Linked DNA regions of Mus musculus: region 2 is linked to region 1. The links are chromatin contacts, called in public HiChIP or PLAC-seq maps. All regions are on one chromosome and are shown on one strand. The core of a region is the stretch at or near the end of the contact, and the rest is flanking DNA. Distances in the headings are between cores, read along the strand shown. Region 1 has its middle 25 kb from the start of Gm30791. Region 2 overlaps Opcml (opioid binding protein/cell adhesion molecule-like).

Evidence for each region. HiChIP or PLAC-seq counts read pairs in DNA pulled down with a chosen protein or histone mark.
Region 2: a contact with region 1 is called in an H3K27ac HiChIP or PLAC-seq map of oligodendrocyte precursor cells, with 11 times the contacts expected there. The contact joins two enhancer-like sites. A contact is called at or near these places in 1 of 484 Hi-C or Micro-C datasets (cerebral cortex), 3 of 115 datasets of contacts at active chromatin or transcription factors (T-cell acute lymphoblastic leukemia, embryonic stem cells and oligodendrocyte precursor cells) and 1 of 9 other capture datasets (embryonic stem cells).

What each region holds. Positions count from the first base shown.
Region 1 is chr9:27,542,111-27,545,173 of GRCm38.p6, reverse strand. No RefSeq gene overlaps it. Among named protein-coding and RNA genes, the nearest start is that of Gm30791, 25 kb to the right of the region's middle. Within about 2 kb of position 1,558, at least 4 of the 459 cell types and tissues checked have an H3K27ac peak or open chromatin away from gene starts, as enhancers often do. A contact at or near this core is called in oligodendrocyte precursor cells, where this site is marked.
Region 2 is chr9:28,253,716-28,256,778 of GRCm38.p6, reverse strand. All of the region lies in intron 1 of Opcml (opioid binding protein/cell adhesion molecule-like), which reads right to left. Among named protein-coding and RNA genes, the nearest start is that of Gm39313, 140 kb to the left of the region's middle. Within about 2 kb of position 1,573, at least 9 of the 459 cell types and tissues checked have an H3K27ac peak or open chromatin away from gene starts, as enhancers often do. A contact at or near this core is called in oligodendrocyte precursor cells, where this site is marked.

The DNA.
Region 1 (3,063 bases), core at 309-2,808:
ACATCCATGTGCAAGTACATATGCACATACACATACATCCATGTACTTGTTTCTCCTGCCAGAAGGCATGCTTTCAAGTTTCACATACATTCTTCAAGCCTTTGTCGAAATCTCGCCATATAGTCATCCCTTAGACATTCTATCTAAAACTTCTAGTTTCCGTTTGAGCTCCCTGCTGTCAATGGTTCTGTTGCCCTCCAGAGAATACCACACATCTATTCATCTTGGGTTGTCTATCTTTTAGACTTCACAAATTGGAAAATTTTTGCCTGCTTTGCTTCTTGCTGCACCTATATCACTCAGAGCAGTGGGTAATAAGAACACATGTATTGACTGTGTAGCAGAAGTCAGAGGCCTTGAACCAGGCCAATGGCTTATTGCAATGAACATTCACAAGTAAAGCTGTTTGGTCAAATACTGCATGACACTCCACATTTTCTAGTGCCAGTACAATGAATGAATATGTGATAGCAAGGCAAGGAAAACAGAAGAGAGGGATAGTACATGTGCAGTGGAACTGGAGACAGGACAGCTGTGACGAGTGTGAGAGAAGTCTGTGGTTGATAGAGGAGCAGATCGTTGCTTAGAGGGGTCACCAAGAACTTTTGTTTAATATTTATTTTTTATTTTCTTTGGGGGAGAGGTTACACAGGTAGAGGGCAGATATGGAAGGACTGGGAAACAAGTGGGATTTGGGGTGCATGGTGTGAAATTCCCAAAGAATCAAGAAAAGATTATGTTAAAGGGGGGGAGAAATAAAGGGAAAAACTAAATACATATATAATAAGTATACAACAGCTAAGGATGAAACTGGTGGCCGTTGTTATCTGTTTGACAGCAATACATTCTGATTAGAACTCTTAATTTATATGCCCCTCTGTCCCGTGATACACAACTCACACACACATGTGCTCTGCTTGTTTCCAGTATTTCTTCCTTTCCTTTCTTCCTGAATTCCTTCCCTTCCTTCCTGCCCCTCAACCCACCAACCATAAACTCGGCCACTCTACTTTTCTTCAAGTCCACAACTCCGGCTCCCAAATCAGTCTCCCCCCTCTTTACCTCTCCCACCTCCAAACCAGAGCACAGCACATCTGGATAATTGAAATTGCTCCTAGCTGACTCTGCTCCAGCTTCACCTCCTTTAGTGTTTACTCAACTCCTTCCTTACCCCAGATGTGTCTTTGAAAACTCTGCCACACTGGCCTTTCCTGGTCCCTAACCTGCCTAGCAATTCCTCCTCAGGACCTACATGGATCTCCAATTAGTTGTATTCTCTGAGCACTCTGCCTAGAGCGGGCGCCTTGTCTCCTCCACCACTGCTATTACTAGTTTATTTTCCTGCAAGCGACTGTCAAGCTGCAATGACCTCATTTATTTATGTAAATGTTTTTTCTATGTCCCCATTGAAACTGTGACACCAGACAGAAAATTAGCATGCAATAAGTAAACTGTTTGTAGGGCTACAAATGCATCCAGGGAGAGCTGAAAGGGAACATAGAACTGCTACCATCTCTACAGCCATCAGCTGTCCCCATCTGCCCTGGGAACAGCTGTCTTATAGAAGCAGCAGTGAAGACAGAGCAACTTACTAGAACATCTGACTGCCACAACCAAGTGTCCTTGCTCCGCACGTTTCTCTGCCCATCCTTGGTCTTTGCCTGGATCAGTTTCTCCCTATCAGGTTCATGGAAGTGGGGACAACCTTCTTCATCAAGTACCATCTGAGACAATATGTGAAAGGGATTAAGAAGCAAGAAATAACTCATCCCAAAATAACCTCTCCTTGGCTTCCAGCTGCTCTGAGCAGCTGGACGCATTTTCCAAGCTAGATACTTCTGACTTTATACTAATAACATGGGGGAAACCAAAAACATTGAGACATGCTAAACAGGGTCATTGTTGCTAATTCCCTTAGGAGGATAAATGCCATCAGCTCTCTCCATGAACATTTCTCAGCATAAAGTTTCAGACGCAGAGCTTAGCACTGGGTTGGGTAGCATCAAAGATTCATGAAGCACCCACCCATATGAAATGCATAAACTGTATATGCTGAGACAAATAATAGCACGGGTTAGACAATTGGAAACTATTTTAATGGAAGATAATGAAGCAGCAACCAGTACCTTTCAGATTCAGAGAGGACCAAGGCCTGGAGCAATTGAGGAAGGCTTCTGGAAGGAGTTTTGCACAACAGATCTAGAAAGGTGAAGGAAGAAAAGGTGGGTACAGTCTGGATAAAGTTACTCGTATGTATATTTTCAGGACTGACCATTTCATATTAGATAACCAATTTCTGTGTGCTTCCCTGGGGAAAACTATTTCTCCTGCTCTCTGCAATCCTTAATTGCCTGTGGTTCTTTGTGTAAGGTTGAAATCTCCTGGGCTTTCCCTTGCCCACGTTAGCATGTCTATTGGCATATATGCACATACACATATATATGTAACAATGATTAGTGGAAAAAGAGGCCATTCATTTTAAAAAGAGCAAGAAGCTTTAGAGGGAGGAAGGGGAAGGAGGAAATGATTTAATTATATTAGAATCTCAAAAGACAAAAACAATATATTTTAAAGGTAGGTACACAGAAAGCTTGAGAGTCATGAAGTTCCAAAAACAGGAACAAACTGGAATGAGGCGATTGGCCATCCTACAGCCTAGAAGTGACAGGGGGAGGTAAACACAGTGAAAATATGCAGTGTGAATCTCAAATGTACCACTTACACAAAATCATTTAACTTGCTGGGCTCTTTTCTTCACTTACCAAGTAAAAGTATTGCCTGTGTTTCCTCCCTAGGAACACAGCCCACATGGGAATCAGAGGATATGGGGGGATCACTGTACACAAGACACTAGTGTTGTTCCCATTCCTTGGTAAGCATTCCATTAATTGTGAGTAGAGTGAGCTTGAAAGGCTAAAAGACAGGAAGACTTGGAGGCTCCTGGCTTAGAGAAGCAGTGAAGACTTCACAGCTCAGAAGTGACGGATGCACGCTTTGTGGAAACATGTTTCTTTTCTACACTGAACACAGGACAGCTGGAAAGCCATGGCCACATGCTAGCAG
Region 2 (3,063 bases), core at 324-2,823, 710 kb before region 1:
GCCAATACTGATGTAGAACTCTCTCCAGCATTACGTCTGTCTACATACTGACATGCCTCTTGCCATAACAATAATGAACTGATGAATGTAAGCAAGCCCCAATTAAATGTTACCCTTTATAAGAGTTGCTGTGGTCATGTTGTCTCTTCCTAGCAATAGAAACCCTAACTAAGACAGTGACAGACCTTGGTGTAAAATCAAGGTGGCCCATAGTTGCTTAAAAGCAACTCTCCTAGCTCAAACTCCATTCCCTCCCATGCACGAGACAGTTGGAATCACATGCCCAGAACTAGAGTGAGCAGAGGGAATGTGGACTTGTTCCTGGGTATGTGAAGTTGAGGCTGGACCCACCTTGACATCTGTGAATGAGATGTGAGGCTATGTGTGAGAGCCCCAGCACTGCACAACACAGTGGGTTTGCACACTTCCACAGAGAACCAACAGCATCACCCCTGACAGCCTCTCCCCTGTTGTAAGCAGCATCCAGTTCTCCGGAAGTCTAGCTAAAATCACACAGAGAAAGAGGTGACCAATATAATTAATTCTCACGAACACCTTGTGAGGATCTTCTTGCCTAGACATATTCTGTGGTGGTGGAGGCTAAGGTGATAGGAAGCTCTGAGGAGGGGGCAGATTCATGGACAAAGCCAGTCCCTCCATTGTGGTACTGTGGTGGCAGTTGAGGGAAAGTAAAAGGCTCCCTAGAGTCTTCCAGACCAGTGAGGGCCAACCCCCACTCTGATTAAGTTCCACTTCTACCAAGTAGTAGGAGCTCTTTAGTTTGTGTCCTTAGTAAGTATTAACAATAAATAAAGCTTCAATAAATATGTAAAGCAAAAACTAATTTAAATTGACATTGTGCTGGGTGGGGTGAGAGAGCCCCTTACACCATAAAATGATTTAGGATATATTACTTCGGGCATCTGCATTACAAATTTACCTCTCATTACAGCTATGTTAACGGGAAAAGGCAGCTTCTCGACAACATTCAAGGCAGAGTTTATTAGCATAAATTTGCATAATAATTAGCTCTGTAGCACGCAAAGGCTGTCCTGTCTTTCAAATAGACAACTTCCAATGTCAATTTTCTCTGCTTCACTGATTGTCCCTGTTCTGTCAAAGCCCCTGCCCCCGCCCCCCTCTCCCCCTTGGGCCAATTCTGCTACTTGGTGGATTCCTTCCCTTTGGGTTCAAGGCTCTGGTATCTCCACCCAGCTTCTCTAGGGAGGAAGTGGATGCCAGTCTTCAGTTGGGGACATGAGTGACCAGAAGCCTGAGTGGCAGGTCTCCTGCCTGAGGACCAAGGGAGTATGTCTTCATACTCTCCACTCTCAGGCACTGAAACACTGTGGTCAGAAATGGCGGAGAAGTGGCGGTCTAAAGGGATGCTTGCTTGAGTAACGTGGGGCTGTTTGGGGAATGCATAAATTTGTGTTGTTTATCAATAGCTTCCTTTGTAATTATGTTTTGTCTTAGTTAATGTTATAATTAGCTCCCATTGCCTGGACTCATGCTGGCTGGGTGGTCAGGGCAGACAGCTGAAAGCATAGAATGGAAATTGCATCAGGGATGTTGCTGGCAAAGCATGCTAGCCTCTTCAGGACCAGGTGGGGGCAGGGCATACTCATGCCCCTGTCTGCATACTGAATGACAGCTACTGGTTGATGTCACAAAGCAAAGGACAAACCTTCAGCAGTTCAGAACATCCTTAAAGGGTCAAATGGGGGTACCTTTAAAAAAACACACAGATGTTCTTCATCTATAAAACAGAGCTCTAGGCAGTTGTGTGCCAGGAGCTGGGTGAGACAGATACCTCACCAGACATGCCCCATCCAGTCATAGGAAGGGAGAGACAGTGGGAGAATCAAATGCTTTCAGTTGTGCTTCAAGGAAACTAGTGCTAGACTCAGCCATTCACACACACACACACACACACACACACAGACACACAAACAAACAGACAGACAGACAGACAGACAGACAGACACACATGCACACACACACACACACACGCACATTTATAAACAAATAAATATGTCCGATGTATTATATAGCAGTTATTTATGCAACCTAAGTAACACAGAAAAGTGAGTGTGTGTATAGAAAGAAGTGACTGTGTAAAATATGTAGAAAAGATTAATTTTCATAAATGGAACAATGATAAAAATATAAACTAATGAATGTTCACTAAGTCTTAGATCCCTTTTAAAAGCTTTCCTGCTTATGTTTTGGGGTGTGAGGCCACCTTTTAATGACTGAACCATCTCTTGAGTAAGAGGGATAGAGCTCCCAGGGAAGAGCACACCAACTAGTTGACAAGTGACAAATGGTCAGCCCTAAAAATGTTCATACACATAAGAACATAATGTAATAAAGACGTAACAGCATATATATGTATATATATATTATATACATGTATATATTATATATGCCCATGAGCATACAAACATACACATAATACATGAATATATACAACATGGATATATACAATAACCATTAATGACAATAGAGGCTATGAATTTGAAGTAGAACAGTGTGACAGAGCAATGTGCCCTGCAGTAGTTGGGGACCAACATCTGCAGTGGCTCTGGATCATCACAAAATTGCTGGGGTTCTAAGCTCCAAATGGTGACTTTAAAAATCAGGGTTCGGGTTCTGAGAGAGCCGCAGAGCTGGGTGTCAGCCTGGACTCCAGAGGCTGAGGAAAGAGTCAATGCGAAAATGTTGTCCAGCTGAAATGATTCTAGATGACGGGGATGGGAGACTGGAAAAGACAACACTTGGAATGGAGTCAAAAATCCAGTACCAGTCTTCACTTACTTAGCATGTGGAAGCTGCGAGTCAGGTAAGGCTTAAAACTGCAGAATCAAAGGAATCATCGAAAATGTGTGCACCCAAGGGCTCTCCAGAGAAGGGAGATTTCCTTCTTCAATATCTATGCTTCCACCTGTCCTGGTGGGACAACGGTTTTAGGTTCAGGTTGCTGTCTGAACTATCTTTTCAATTGGTACCTCTCACATCCCTGGTAGCCCAGGTGAGATACTGGGTGTGTACCTGTAAGAT